Linked DNA regions of Mus musculus: region 2 is linked to region 1. The links are chromatin contacts, called in public ChIA-PET maps. All regions are on one chromosome and are shown on one strand. Each heading gives the region's core, a stretch centred on a gene start, on an enhancer-like site or on the middle of the called end of the contact. The rest is flanking DNA. Distances are from core to core; before and after follow the strand shown.

Region 1 (6,214 bases), core at 1,890-4,389:
TCTCTGTAACTCCTTCCATGGGTGTTTTGTTCCCAATTCTAAGGAGGGGCATAGTGTCCACACTTCAGTCTTCATTTTTCTTGAGTTTCATGTGTTTAGGAAATTGTATCTTTTATCTTGGGTATCCTAGGTTTTGGGTTAATATCCACTTATCAGTGAGTACATATTGTGTGAGTTCCTTTGTGAATGTGTTACCTCACTCAGGATGATGCCCTCCAGGTCCATCCATTTGGCTAGGAATTTCATAATTCATTCTTTTTAATAGCTGAGTAGTACTCCATTGTGTAGATGTACCACATTTTCTGTATCCATTCCTCTGTTGAGGAGCATCTGGGTTCTTTCCAGCTTCTGGCTATTATAAATAAGGCTGCTATGAACATAGTGGAGCATGTGTCCTTCTTACCAGTTGGGGCATCTTCTGGATATATGCCCAGGAGAGGTATTGCTGGATCCTCCGGTAGTACTATGTCCAATTTTCTGAGGAACCACCAGACTGATTTCCAGAGTGGTTGTACAAGCCTGCAATCCCACCAACAATGGAGGAGTGTTCCTCTTTCTCCACATCCTCGCCAGCATCTGCTGTCACCTGAATTTTTCATCTTAGACATTCTGACTGGTGTGAGGTGGAATCTCAGGGTTGTTTTGATTTGCATTTCCCTGATGATTAAGGATGTTGAACATTTTTTCAGGTGCTTCTCTGCCATTCGGTATTCCTCAGGTGAGAATTCTTTGTTCAGTTCTGAGCCCCATTTTTTAATGGGGTTATTTGATTTTCTGAAGTCCACCTTCTTGAGTTCTTTATATATGTTGGATATTAGTCCCCTATCTGATTTAGGATAGGTAAAGATCCTTTCCCAATCTGTTGGTGGTCTCTTTGTCTTATTGACGGTGTCTTTTGCCTTGCAGAAACTTTGGAGTTTCATCAGGTCCCATTTGTCAATTCTCGATCTTACAGCACAAGCCATTGCTGTTCTGTTCAGGAATTTTCCCCCTGTGCCCCTATCTTCAAGGCTTTTCCCCACTTTCTCCTCTATAAGTTTCAGTGTCTCTGGTTTTATGTGAAGTTCTTTGATCCACTTAGATTTAACCTTAGTACAAGGAGATAAGTATGGATCGATTTGCATTCTTCTACATGATAACAACCAGTTGTGCCAGCACCAATTGTTGAAAATGCTGTCTTTCTTCCACTGGATGGTTTTAGCTCCCTTGTCGAAGATCAAGTGACCATAGGTGTGTGGGTTCATTTCTGGGTCTTCAATTCTATTCCATTGGTCTACTTGTCTGTCTCTATACCAGTACCATGCAGTTTTTACCACAATTGCTCTGTAGTAAAGCTTTAGGTCAGGCATGGTGATTCCACCAGAGGTTCTTTTATCCTTGAGAAGAGTTTTTGCTATCCTAGGTTTTTTGTTATTCCAGATGAATTTGCAAATTGCTCCTTCTAATTCGTTGAAGAATTGAGTTGGAATTTTGATGGGGATTGCATTGAATCTGTAGATTGCTTTTGGCAAGATAGCCATTTTTACAATGTTGATCCTGCCAATCCATGAGCATGGGAGATCTTTCCATCTTCTGAGATCTTCTTTAATTTCTTTCTTCAGAGATTTGAAGTTTTTATCATACAGATCTTTCACTTCCTTATTTAGAGTCACTCCGAGATATTTTATATTATTTGTGACTATTGAGAAGGGTGTTGTTTCCCTAATTTCTTTCTCAGCCTGTTTATCCTTTGTGTACAGAAAGGCCATTGACTTGTTTGAGTTAATTTTATATCCAGCTACTTCACCGAAGCTGTTTATCAGGTTTAGGAGTTCTCTGGTGGAATTTTTAGGGTCACTTATATATACTATCATATCATCTGCAAAAAGTGATATTTTGACTTCCTCCTTTCCAATTTGTATCCCCTTGATCTCCTTTTGTTGTCGAATTGCTCTGGCTAATACTTCAAGTACTATGTTGAAAAGGTAGGGAGAAAGTGGGCAGCCTTGTCTAGTGCCTGATTTTAGTGGGATTGCTTCCAGCTTCTCTCCATTTACTTTGATGTTGGCTCCTGGTTTGCTGTAGATTGCTTTTATCATGTTTAGGTCTGTGGTGTGGTGTGAGGGTACACAGGCCTTCACCTACTTTCACAGCCGATTTGTCCTGGGAAGCTTTCTCTCAATTATGTGACATACACACTGTCATGTATCTGTCTTGTTGGGATTTCTTGACCACTTTTGAGAATAAGATATGGAAGAATCTATGTCTGCCATGCTAAGTCTGACATGCCTCTTTGGTCACTGTTTTTCTACTTTTGTGTTCAGTCAATGTCTCAGTGAATAATTGGTTGTATGCTATGCTGGGCTGCCAAGTTCTTTTCTCCCCTGCCTAGGGTAGGATGCAGCCCCTCTTGACATTTAGTACAAATGCAACTGGTGTTGAGTCTGCAATTGCCAATATCTTTGATAAACATTCTTTTTGGGGATGGTGCCTGAAAGCAATGTGGGTAAAGTCTGGGGATAGTTTGGAAGAGAATGTAAGTTCTTTTTGTTGTTGTTGTTTTGTTTTGTTTTTTGGGACAGGGTTTCTCTGTGTAGCCTTGGCTGTCCTGGAAGTTACTTTGTAGACCAGGCTGGCCTTGGGCTCAGAAATCCGCCTGCCTCTGCCTCCCGAGGGCTGGGATAGAAGGCGTGCACCACCACGCCCGGCTGAGAATGTAAATTCTATCACTTGGGAGTCACAAAGTCTCCATCTTATTGAGAAAAAAAAGGTTAGGCCAGAGAAAAGAGATCACTCTGAGGTCTGGGAGAGCTTGGGGTGGCATTTATGTTATCAAATAACCAGTGGCTAAAGCCATTTCCTCCAGGGTTGTCATTTGTTTCTTCCAAGCTCGTTGAGAGTCTGGCTATGCCAACAATTCTCCCACACTCCCAGACATAGCTTTGTGCTTTCCTCCAAATCTCCCTATCTTTGCATTAAGCAGCAGTGAGGTGCATGATTTAGGATGCTGTAACAAACATATCTCTTGAGATGGCTTCAGTGGACCAGCCCCACTGATCACTAGCACCTGTTCTGAAGCTCAGCCTGGCAGCAGTGACAAGATGGCATGTGACTAGGATACTCACAAGGCCAGGCGGAAACTGTGTGGTTTGGGGTCAGGAAGCCAAGTGCCTGTTGTCAGGTGTAACCCACAGTCCAGGCCCCACCATCAAGTCAGGTGTCTCTGGGTTTCATCGGCTCTAAAATTATGAGTTGACAGTCGGCTGGCACGGAAGTTTGGAAACTAAGCTATCAGCAGATCATCCAGGCTTGAATGTGGTTTAGACATCCTGAAAGGTAGCAGGTGGAAATCACATCACGAGGATGAGTTACAGTCTCTGAGTCATGTGTGTGTGTGGGGGGGTGGGGTGGGGTGGGTGGGGGAGGGTTGGGTGCAAAGAACTGATCTTTGTTCTTAATAATCTGATAAATAAAGACAGATTAACAAACAAGATGGTTTTTATAACAACTTCCTAAGAACAAAGTCTACTTAATATTTAAAACAAATTCAAGATTTTGTGTTGTTGCCCAGCAGATAGAGAACTTATTAGACTCTTTAAATGCTTATTGTGTTGAACATCCCATACTGCACACACAGTTTTGCAGTTTGTTTCTCAGAACTCTTTCATAGTAAAATATCGGCGACTGCAAAGCCAAACTCTTGCTTAACTGCCTTTCACCACCACCGTGACTTTTCCTGGAGGTAAGCATTGTAGACATTTGGCTTGAAGCCTTTTCAAAGCCTTTCGTGTACCATTATAAACAAACATATTATGGTAGTTTGTATTAGTGTGAACTTGGCAAGCTCTAGAATCACCTGGGAGATGGTCCTCTGAATCATCTGTGTTGGAGATGTTAACTGATGTAGGAAGACCAATCTGAGTAGTGGGTAGCACCATTTCCTGAGCAGGGAATCCTGGATTGTATAGATGTGGAAATTGTCCTGATCATTAGCATACCATGCATTCATTCATTGCTGTCTTCTATGCATAATGAATTTGATGTGACCAGATGTTTCAAGTTCCTGCCACCATTTTTTACCATGATGGACTTCACCTTGAACTGTGAGCCAGAAAAAAAATACTTTCTTTTTAAAGTGGCTCTTGTCAGGGTACAGCAGTAGGAAAAGAAACTCCAACACATATATTCCCAGACAGGTTGACTTTGCAATTAACAATGCTAGCCCATTAAGCATATGGTATGCAAGTTGTTTTGATTATTCAGAGCCATAGGGATCTTCCAATATTTGTATAAGTTGACCTTCATCATCTTGTTTACTGCTGCATGGCATTTCCACAGGATGAATGCACTATGCTGTATGTAACCCTCTCCTGGTGATATTCCATCATCAGTAACATGTGCAAGGTTTCTGTCATCCATGTGAAGCTAGTAAAATTCTGTGAGCCAATGGTTAACAACTTTACATCTTAACAGATGTTGTCATAGTCCTTCCCAATGTGGCAGGACCAATTTTCACATTCTCAGGAATAGGTGAGAGTACTTGATTCCTCACCCCCAATATTTGCTACTAAGCTCAAAACAAGTGCGTATTACAAAGATGAAATATTAACCTTGTTGAACATGCATGTCTACTTTCATGATTACTACTTGTATTGTGTGTGTGATGAGTGTCTGCATGTTCACATATGTGGGTGCAGGTGTGCACCCACATGTGTGAGTGTGGATGTGGAAGCTTGAAATTGACATGAATGTTTTGGCTACTCTTCACCTTATATATTGAGGCAGGATCCCTTATTTGAACCCAGAACTTATTGATTCAGCTAACCAGCTTACCGGATTACCCTTGGGATCTCCTGTCTCCGATTCCTGAGTCCTGAGATTATAGAAGAGACAACACACCTCTGCCATTCACATGGTGCTGGGGATTTTATCTCAGGTCCTCACACTTACATATAAAGAGGGTTACTCACTAAGCCATCTGCCCAGCCCAATTATTAACCTTCAGATATTTTTCTTTTCCTGCTCAGAAACTGTTCATACTTTTGCACATTTTAAAATTTGGATATTCTTCTATTTTTTTTCTTGGTGGGAACTGAGTTTCTTTTTTAATAGAAATTGTGAAAAGCAGGCAGAAACCTACAGAACTAGAAAGTCACAAAAACATTGTTCATGTAGAAGGAGAAAAGAAAATCTGTGGCGCGTGTTTGTGCATGTTTTGTTTCCATAGCGTGACTTTAACACCCACACATCTTTAGCAAGTGGAATGAAGCCCCCAAGACTGCAAAGGCAAAGATGAAAGAAAAGCCAGTAAGTCTACCACATGCTTGATTACCATTGGGGCAGGTTCCTACCTCTGAACTCCACCTTCATGTCCTGCAAAAAGCTTTATTCTATTCTGAGGGGGGCTCTCCTATAGGAATATGGAGTTTGGAATTTAGGCTAGTGTTTGTCTGTTGCCTGTTTAAGGAAATGACGTAAGCTCTTGGCCCCTGCCTGAAGTTATCTGAGGGGCTCATCATGCTCTGGTACAGAGCAAAAAAGCAGCCAGGTGGCAGCGGGGGGCCCAGGGCCAGGGTGAACCACACTCAACCACAGCTCAGCTTATCTCAACATCACATCTCTCAGGGAGAAGATGAGGGCTGGGGGTTTGAGAGAATTGTAGCATAGTGCTGAGGGCCAAGGAGAAAGGATAACCATGACAGGGGAGCCATTATTTTAGTGATAATTCTGCTACATGTCGACTTGTCAGCAGGGCTCTGGAGCCAATAGGGATATACGGTAGATAAAAAGATCTACGTGTGACATAACTGCTTTAAAATTCTGGGTTTTTGTTGTTGTTGTTGTTGTTGTTGTTTTGTTTTTAATTTCAGACTGGCCTAAGCAGTCTCTTGCTAGTCTAGGAAATGGATATGACTTAGGTGATGTGCGCACCTGCATGGAAGCAGCTAGCAGGCTGAGCCTATCATTGAGGAGCCCCAGGTGAGATCTGTAACATATCCACTTAGTGATAACGTAGGGGCATCACTTTCCTGCAGGGTCTGTGAGAGCCTGGGTCATCAGTGTCTGCTTGGGAATGACTGAAGCATCACAGTTCTGGCAGTCTCTAGGTGACACTTCTTTGGTTGCTGTTGACCCAGGGAACATGCTTTGAGAACTGTCAAGTGGTAACTTGCCTGAGAAACCTTTAATTCAGGAGCAAAAAGATGGCTGGAGCTCGAGAAGGCAGCTGTGCCTG
Region 2 (6,214 bases), core at 1,238-3,737, 390 kb after region 1:
CATCAATCTTGGGTGTCCAAATAGACATCCAAGAAGAGGAAATAGAGTAAGAAAAATGGGGGCTGGGCAGATGTCTCAATCTCTGATCTTTTTGTTCACATTTTGTGGACAGAATAAAAAGCCAACCTAATGGTCTGGTGGAGAAATAGATACTGTGCCCTCACTGGACACATGACTTCCTCTTTCAGGTTGACGTGTCCCTGTGTGGTTTCTATAGTCTTACAAAACTGTGGCTTTATAAATTTTAGTTTTCATTTCTTATTTTTCAGAGTAAATAAAATTTGTAAGAAATCCAGATTGCCTTTTCTAATTATAAAGGATGCTATGAGAGCTGTTCAGGTGCTCTCTTCAGGACCAATACACTTACCACTCCCTTGGTTACTAGGCATGGAGCTACTGAGACCTGGAACTACCTGTCCAGGCTATAATGCTTCATAGTAAGTGGATGAATATGGAAGCTGATGGAAAGGCTTGGTTCAGAACATTCCTTAATGTGGTTGGACATTTACGGACTGTTCAGCTATATAAATAAGGACATAGAGACTCTGGTATATTTTTAAAGCTTAGGGTTTAACTTGGAGCTACCCCCCAGATCCTCTAACTTGACTATTTTTCCCATGTCCCACAATGACCTGTTGTGCCTCTCCGCTCATGTTCGCATCCATCCACCTCCAAATCATCTCCCTAAATTTCTGCTTCTGCTTTTTTCCCCCATTGTCCCTTTCTCTCTAACAGAAGTCCTACCTTCCACTTCATGCCAAGCTATTGGCCCTCAGATTTTTATTAAAACCAATCAGAGAATCCCTTAGGCAAGTGAGGAAGGACAGAGACACACCTTTACGCGGTGCACTCCAACACCTCAAGGCCATCTTATCTCTACTGTCCCTTATAGTATTAGTTGAACACTGGTTGTTACTACATTATGGCTCCTTCTATGCTACCTGATTCCTCATCCTGTCCCATAGGGAAGTCTCTAACTAACAAGCTTTCCATATACATGCTTCACACCCTCTTGGAGCTCTGGATCCCCAGGAATCTAAATGATCTGATTCTTGGTTTTAGTTTTTTACTTTCACTGAAAATTACAGATGTTGACAGGTGTTAAAATGTTACCACTTGGATTCTGTGGCATTTCCCCCCATGCTTCATCTCTATGTTACCAAAAAGTAGTTCTCCAAAACTCACAACACATGAATATTTATTCATGTAAACTTAAAGAACTAACCCGGCAGAAAACAGATTGTTTCCTAAAAGTAGTTTTGGTACTTTCCCCACTAAGGACCATAGACAATTAGAATAGATGCTATTTGAAAGTTTCACCATTGTGTATTTTTTTTAAAAATATTTATTTATTTATTTATTTATTTATTTATTTATTTATTTATTTATTATATGTAAGTACACTGTAGTGTGACTTCAGACACTCCAGAAGAGAGCATCAGATTTTGTTATGGATGATTGTGAGCCACCATGTGGTTGCTGGGATTTGAACTCAGGACCTTTGGAAGAGCAGTCAACTCTCTTAACCACTGAGCCAGCTCACCAGCCCCTGTATATTCTTTATTTTTATAGACATTTTAAATGTTCTATAATGTAGTTAAAATTAGATGACTAGATAATCTATGAAAACATATTTTTAGAGACAGTTATAAGGAATATATTCAATTATAATAAGTCCAGTCTTATTTTTGAATGTGGGTTTAGAACCTTGATACCAGCACTCACCATCTTGGTATTTCTACATTCTGTCACAGAGCTGAATTTAATGTTTATGTGTCAAGCAACATCTATGGGAAAGAAACCCTCCTCCTGGGTTGATACAAGTTGTGTTGAGGGGGGAGTTTTGTAGACTACTAAGTGATCAATAAGGACACTGAGTTATAGCAGGTTAAGTCTATAAGCCTGAAACTGCCTCAAATATATGAATGAGAATCACAAGACAGAGGTTCTGTGGGTATTCTTTATGCCTCTGTATAATCCCATGTGAAATGTCCCCCTGTAAACTCATTGTGTTGAATTATTGGGGCCAGATGGTGATGGTATTTTGGGAAGTGGTGGAAACCTCTTGGGAGAATGGTTTTACTAGACAAAGGAGGTTACTGTAGGTGTGCTTTTTGAAGGTCTTCCCTTCTTCCGTCTCTTTGTGCTTGCTGTCTACCATGAGGTGAATCACATTCTTTGCCACCATGATATCGTGACCAAGTACATAGGGCCAAGCAGACATGAACTGAACATTCCTGTTATATAACATTCCCTTGGAAAAGGTTATAAGGTGTCTGTTTTATCCAAATAGATCAAAGAAAACAGACCAAGAATATGATTCTACTTAAGCATAGCTTGATAAACCACTGAATTAATTGGGATTACTTACAGGAACATGATTAAGAGTTACTTACAAAAACTTGGGTGACTCAAGCAGTCACATCACTGAAAACACCACACCATCATGGGTGTTAAGAGTTACCTAACGAACTTCCTGAACAACTTGCAGGCAGCTCCACCAAAGACTCTCCTCTTTTCCAGAAAATGTATGCTATTTATGCTTCCTCAGGGAAGAAACACCAGTTTCATGGGCTTCTGAATATATGTTTCTTGTGAGTTTCATGATTCTTGTGCCTCTCCCAAATGTTTCAATATGCAGAAAGTAGCAATATCTTTGAAACCATAAACTAAAATAAAGAATTTCTTCATTCTGTTTTATGACTATTTCCTTCATGAAAACCACATGCAAACAACTGTGGTGGGAGGGAAACTCTGACTATCCCAGTTACAAAGAAAAGAGATCTGACTGGTTTCTGTAAGCTGTATAGAAAGCTGCAGTGTTGCAGCTTTTATGAGTCATACAGCTACTTTTGAGTCATCCCTAATTCTTTTAAGTAACTTCTCACCCATATTCCTGTTAGTAACCCCAATTAAAAATGTTGGTTTCTCAAATTGTACATTGATGCAATTTTTACTTTAGTATGTAATAGATCTCTTTTCTGGGGTAAATTTGTGTCATGTCTCCCTAGGTAAATTATCCCAAATAACACTTCAATGTTTTTGAAAAGGTGACTATATGCTTTGTTAAGAAATATATTACCAAGATGCCAGAAAATTTTACTAGAGGCTACCTATTCTGTCAGAAACATTCAGTAGGAAGACATGACGAGGTCTATTTAGCTCATAGTTTTTGGAGGTTTAAGGGTACGGCTTCACACCAACTCAGCTCTGATGAAGACCTCAAGGTATCATTTTATAACAGGAGAATGAGGAAAACTATAAAGTCACATAGTGAGAGAAGAAACCAGAAATCCAAGGAGTTGCCATTCTTGTTTATTTATATTCACTCAGTCTTACATGAACTTACTAAGATCTTGTGTGGACTGCATCAGTGCCTTTCTAGTGAACGCTCACTCTCTTCTTCCAATATTGCTTCACTAAAACAAAGCTTCAAACACATGAAATTTCGTAAAACACAGTCTGTATCCAAATCACAGTAAGGATGCTTACAAAATCAGTGAAAGGTGGTCACTACAGTCTATGTCCAATATTGCAAAGGGTGGAGTAGGAGCTGAAATCAATCTGTTGAAGAAGTGGACTGTGTATCCTTTGCTTTTAAAATTGAGTCAATATTATATTACAGAATATTTCTGTTTATTCTAAGCAGTTATTAATAAAATTATGACCTAGTGTGTGCTTTCAGTACCCTAAATATAAGAATTTTGCAGGAAAGAATGAGGCAACTGCTGTTTTTAATTGGACTGATCCTTTGCTGATTTTTTTCTTTTTTATTAATTATTGTATTTGTTTAGATTTCAAATGATGGGGCTGGAGAGATGGCTCAGCGATTAAGAGCACTGACTGCTCTTCCGAAGGTCCTGAGTTCAAATCCCAGCAACCACATGGTGGCTCACAGCCATCTATAATGGGATCTGACTCCCTCTTATGGAGTGTCTGAAGACAGCTACAGTGTACTTATATATAATCAATAAATAAATCTTTAAAAAAAAAAGATTTCAAATGATATCCCCCTTATTGGTTACCCCTCCACAAACACTCCATCCCATCCCATTCCCTCTCTTCCCCATCTCCTTTGCCTCTATGAGGGTCCTCCTCCACCCACCCACCCACCCACTCCCTCCTCATTGCTCTAGCATTCTCTTATGCTAGGGCATCAAGCCTCCACAGGACCAGTTGATGTCAGAAAAGACCATCCTCTGCTACATGTGTATCTGGAGCCCTGGATACTCTGGTTGCTGGTTAGTCTCTGGGAGCTCTGGGTGGTCCCGTTAGTTGATATTGTTCTTCTTATGAGGTTGCAATCCCCTTCAGCTCCTTCAGTCCTTCCCCTAGCTTTTCCATTGGGGTCCCCAGGAGATAGAACCTGTAGATATCACCTTCAGTAGATAGGCACGGCCCCAAGTTGAGGGATGGGGCCACCCACCCATATTAAAATTGTTAATTCAGAAATGTTCATGTCCAAAGGAAAGACAGGGCCAGAAAATGGAACAGAGATTGAAGGAAAGGCCATCCAGAGACCGCCTCACCTAGAGATCCATTCCATCTGCAGACACCAAACCCTGACACTATTGCTGATGCCAAGAAGCACTTGCTGACAGGAACCTGGTATGGCTATTCCCTGAGAGGTTTTACCAGCACCTGACCAATAAAGATGCAGATACTCACACCCAACCATCAGACTGAGTCTGGGAACTCCAATGGAAGACCTTTGCTAATTTCTTGCCCATCCTCTTAACAACGCTGCCTCTTGCTGCTGATCCACCCAGTCTTTCAATTCTCCTTTATAACTTTACTTTCCCATGAAAATGTCTACCATCTACCACTCACTTATTTATTTTTGACTGTTGGGTGTGAGCTCCATGAAGGTCAGGATTTTATCTTCTTTTGTCCATTAATAAATCCCCAGCCTCTAGAACAGGGCTGGGCAGATTCTGGGCAACCTATGAATATTTGTACAATGAATGAGTGATTTACATGAAGGGAATAGTGAGAGTACAAAGTGACAGCTTTTATTATGGAAGTGGGACATAACTACTGTGCCAAACAGGAATTCAGACTGTCAAACCTAAAGTTTTCAAGGGCCAAAGTCACAAAACTTGGTTTAGTGCCACCAAAAGGCATGAATGTGGTTTCAATAAATGTCTCCAGGGCTCATGTATTAAGGGCTTGGTTCCATTTTGTTCTCTCTCTCTCTCTCTCTCCCTCTCCCTCTCCCTCTCCCTCTCCCTCCCCCTCCCCCTCCCCTCTCCCCCTCCCCCTCCCCCTCTCCCTCCTCCTCCCCCTCCCCCTCCCCTCTCCCCTTCCCCCTCCCCTCTCCCTCTCCCTCTTTCGATACCTCTCTCCCTCCCTCTGTTTCTTGCTCCCTCTCTTCCCCCACACCTCTGTGTGTATGTGTGTGTGTGTGTTCCATCCATTTGCCTGCAAAATTCGTGATGTCCTTGCTTTTAATACCTGAGTAGCATACCATTATATAAATGAACCACATTTTCTTTATTGATTCTTCAGTTGAGGCACATATAGGATGTTTATAGTTTCTGGCTATTACAAATAAAGCTGCTGTAAACATAGTTGGGCAAGTGTTCCTATGGGAAAGTAGAACATCTTTGTGGTATATGCGCACGAGTGGTATAGCTGAGTCTTTAGGTAGAACTATTCCCAATTTTGTGAGAAATCACCAAATCGATTTCCAAAGTGATTGTGCAAGTTTGCACTCCTACCAGCAATGGGGGTTTGTTCCCCTTGCTCCACATCCTCTCCAGTCTATCCTATCCCTTGAGTTTTTTACCTTAGCCATTCTGATAAATGTGAGATGGAATCTCAAAGTTGTTTTGATTTATATTTCACTGATGACTAAAGATGTTGAACATTTCTTTAAGTGTTTCTTGGTCATTAGAGATTCCTCTGTTCAGAATTCTGTTTTGCTTGGTAGCTCATTTTTAATTGGGTTATTTGAGTTCTTGGTGTCTGACTTCTTGAGTTCTTTATATAATTTGGATATTAGCCCTCTATCAGATGTAGGATTGATGAAGATCTTTTCCCAATATGTAGGTTGTCATTTTGTCCTATTTATGATATCCTTTGCCCTTCAAAGGTTTTTCAGTTTCATGAGATCCTATTTATTAATTGTTAATCATAGTGTTTGAGCAATTGATGTTCTGTTCAGCAAGTTGTCTTTTGTACCACTGAGTTCAAGGCTATTTCTCACTTTCTG

Evidence for each region. ChIA-PET counts read pairs in DNA pulled down with a chosen protein or histone mark.
Region 2: an RNA polymerase II ChIA-PET map of memory CD8 T cells shows a contact between it and region 1, with 160 read pairs. The contact joins two enhancer-like sites. A contact is called at or near these places in 1 of 115 datasets of contacts at active chromatin or transcription factors (memory CD8 T cells) and 1 of 9 other capture datasets (liver).

What each region holds. Positions count from the first base shown.
Region 1 is chr9:123,751,407-123,757,620 of GRCm38.p6, forward strand. No RefSeq gene overlaps it. Among named protein-coding and RNA genes, the nearest start is that of Ccr9, 13 kb to the right of the region's middle. Within about 2 kb of position 3,140, at least 59 of the 459 cell types and tissues checked have an H3K27ac peak or open chromatin away from gene starts, as enhancers often do. A contact at or near this core is called in memory CD8 T cells, where this site is marked.
Region 2 is chr9:124,143,699-124,149,912 of GRCm38.p6, forward strand. No RefSeq gene overlaps it. Among named protein-coding and RNA genes, the nearest start is that of Ccr5, 25 kb to the left of the region's middle. Within about 2 kb of position 2,488, at least 63 of the 459 cell types and tissues checked have an H3K27ac peak or open chromatin away from gene starts, as enhancers often do. A contact at or near this core is called in memory CD8 T cells, where this site is marked.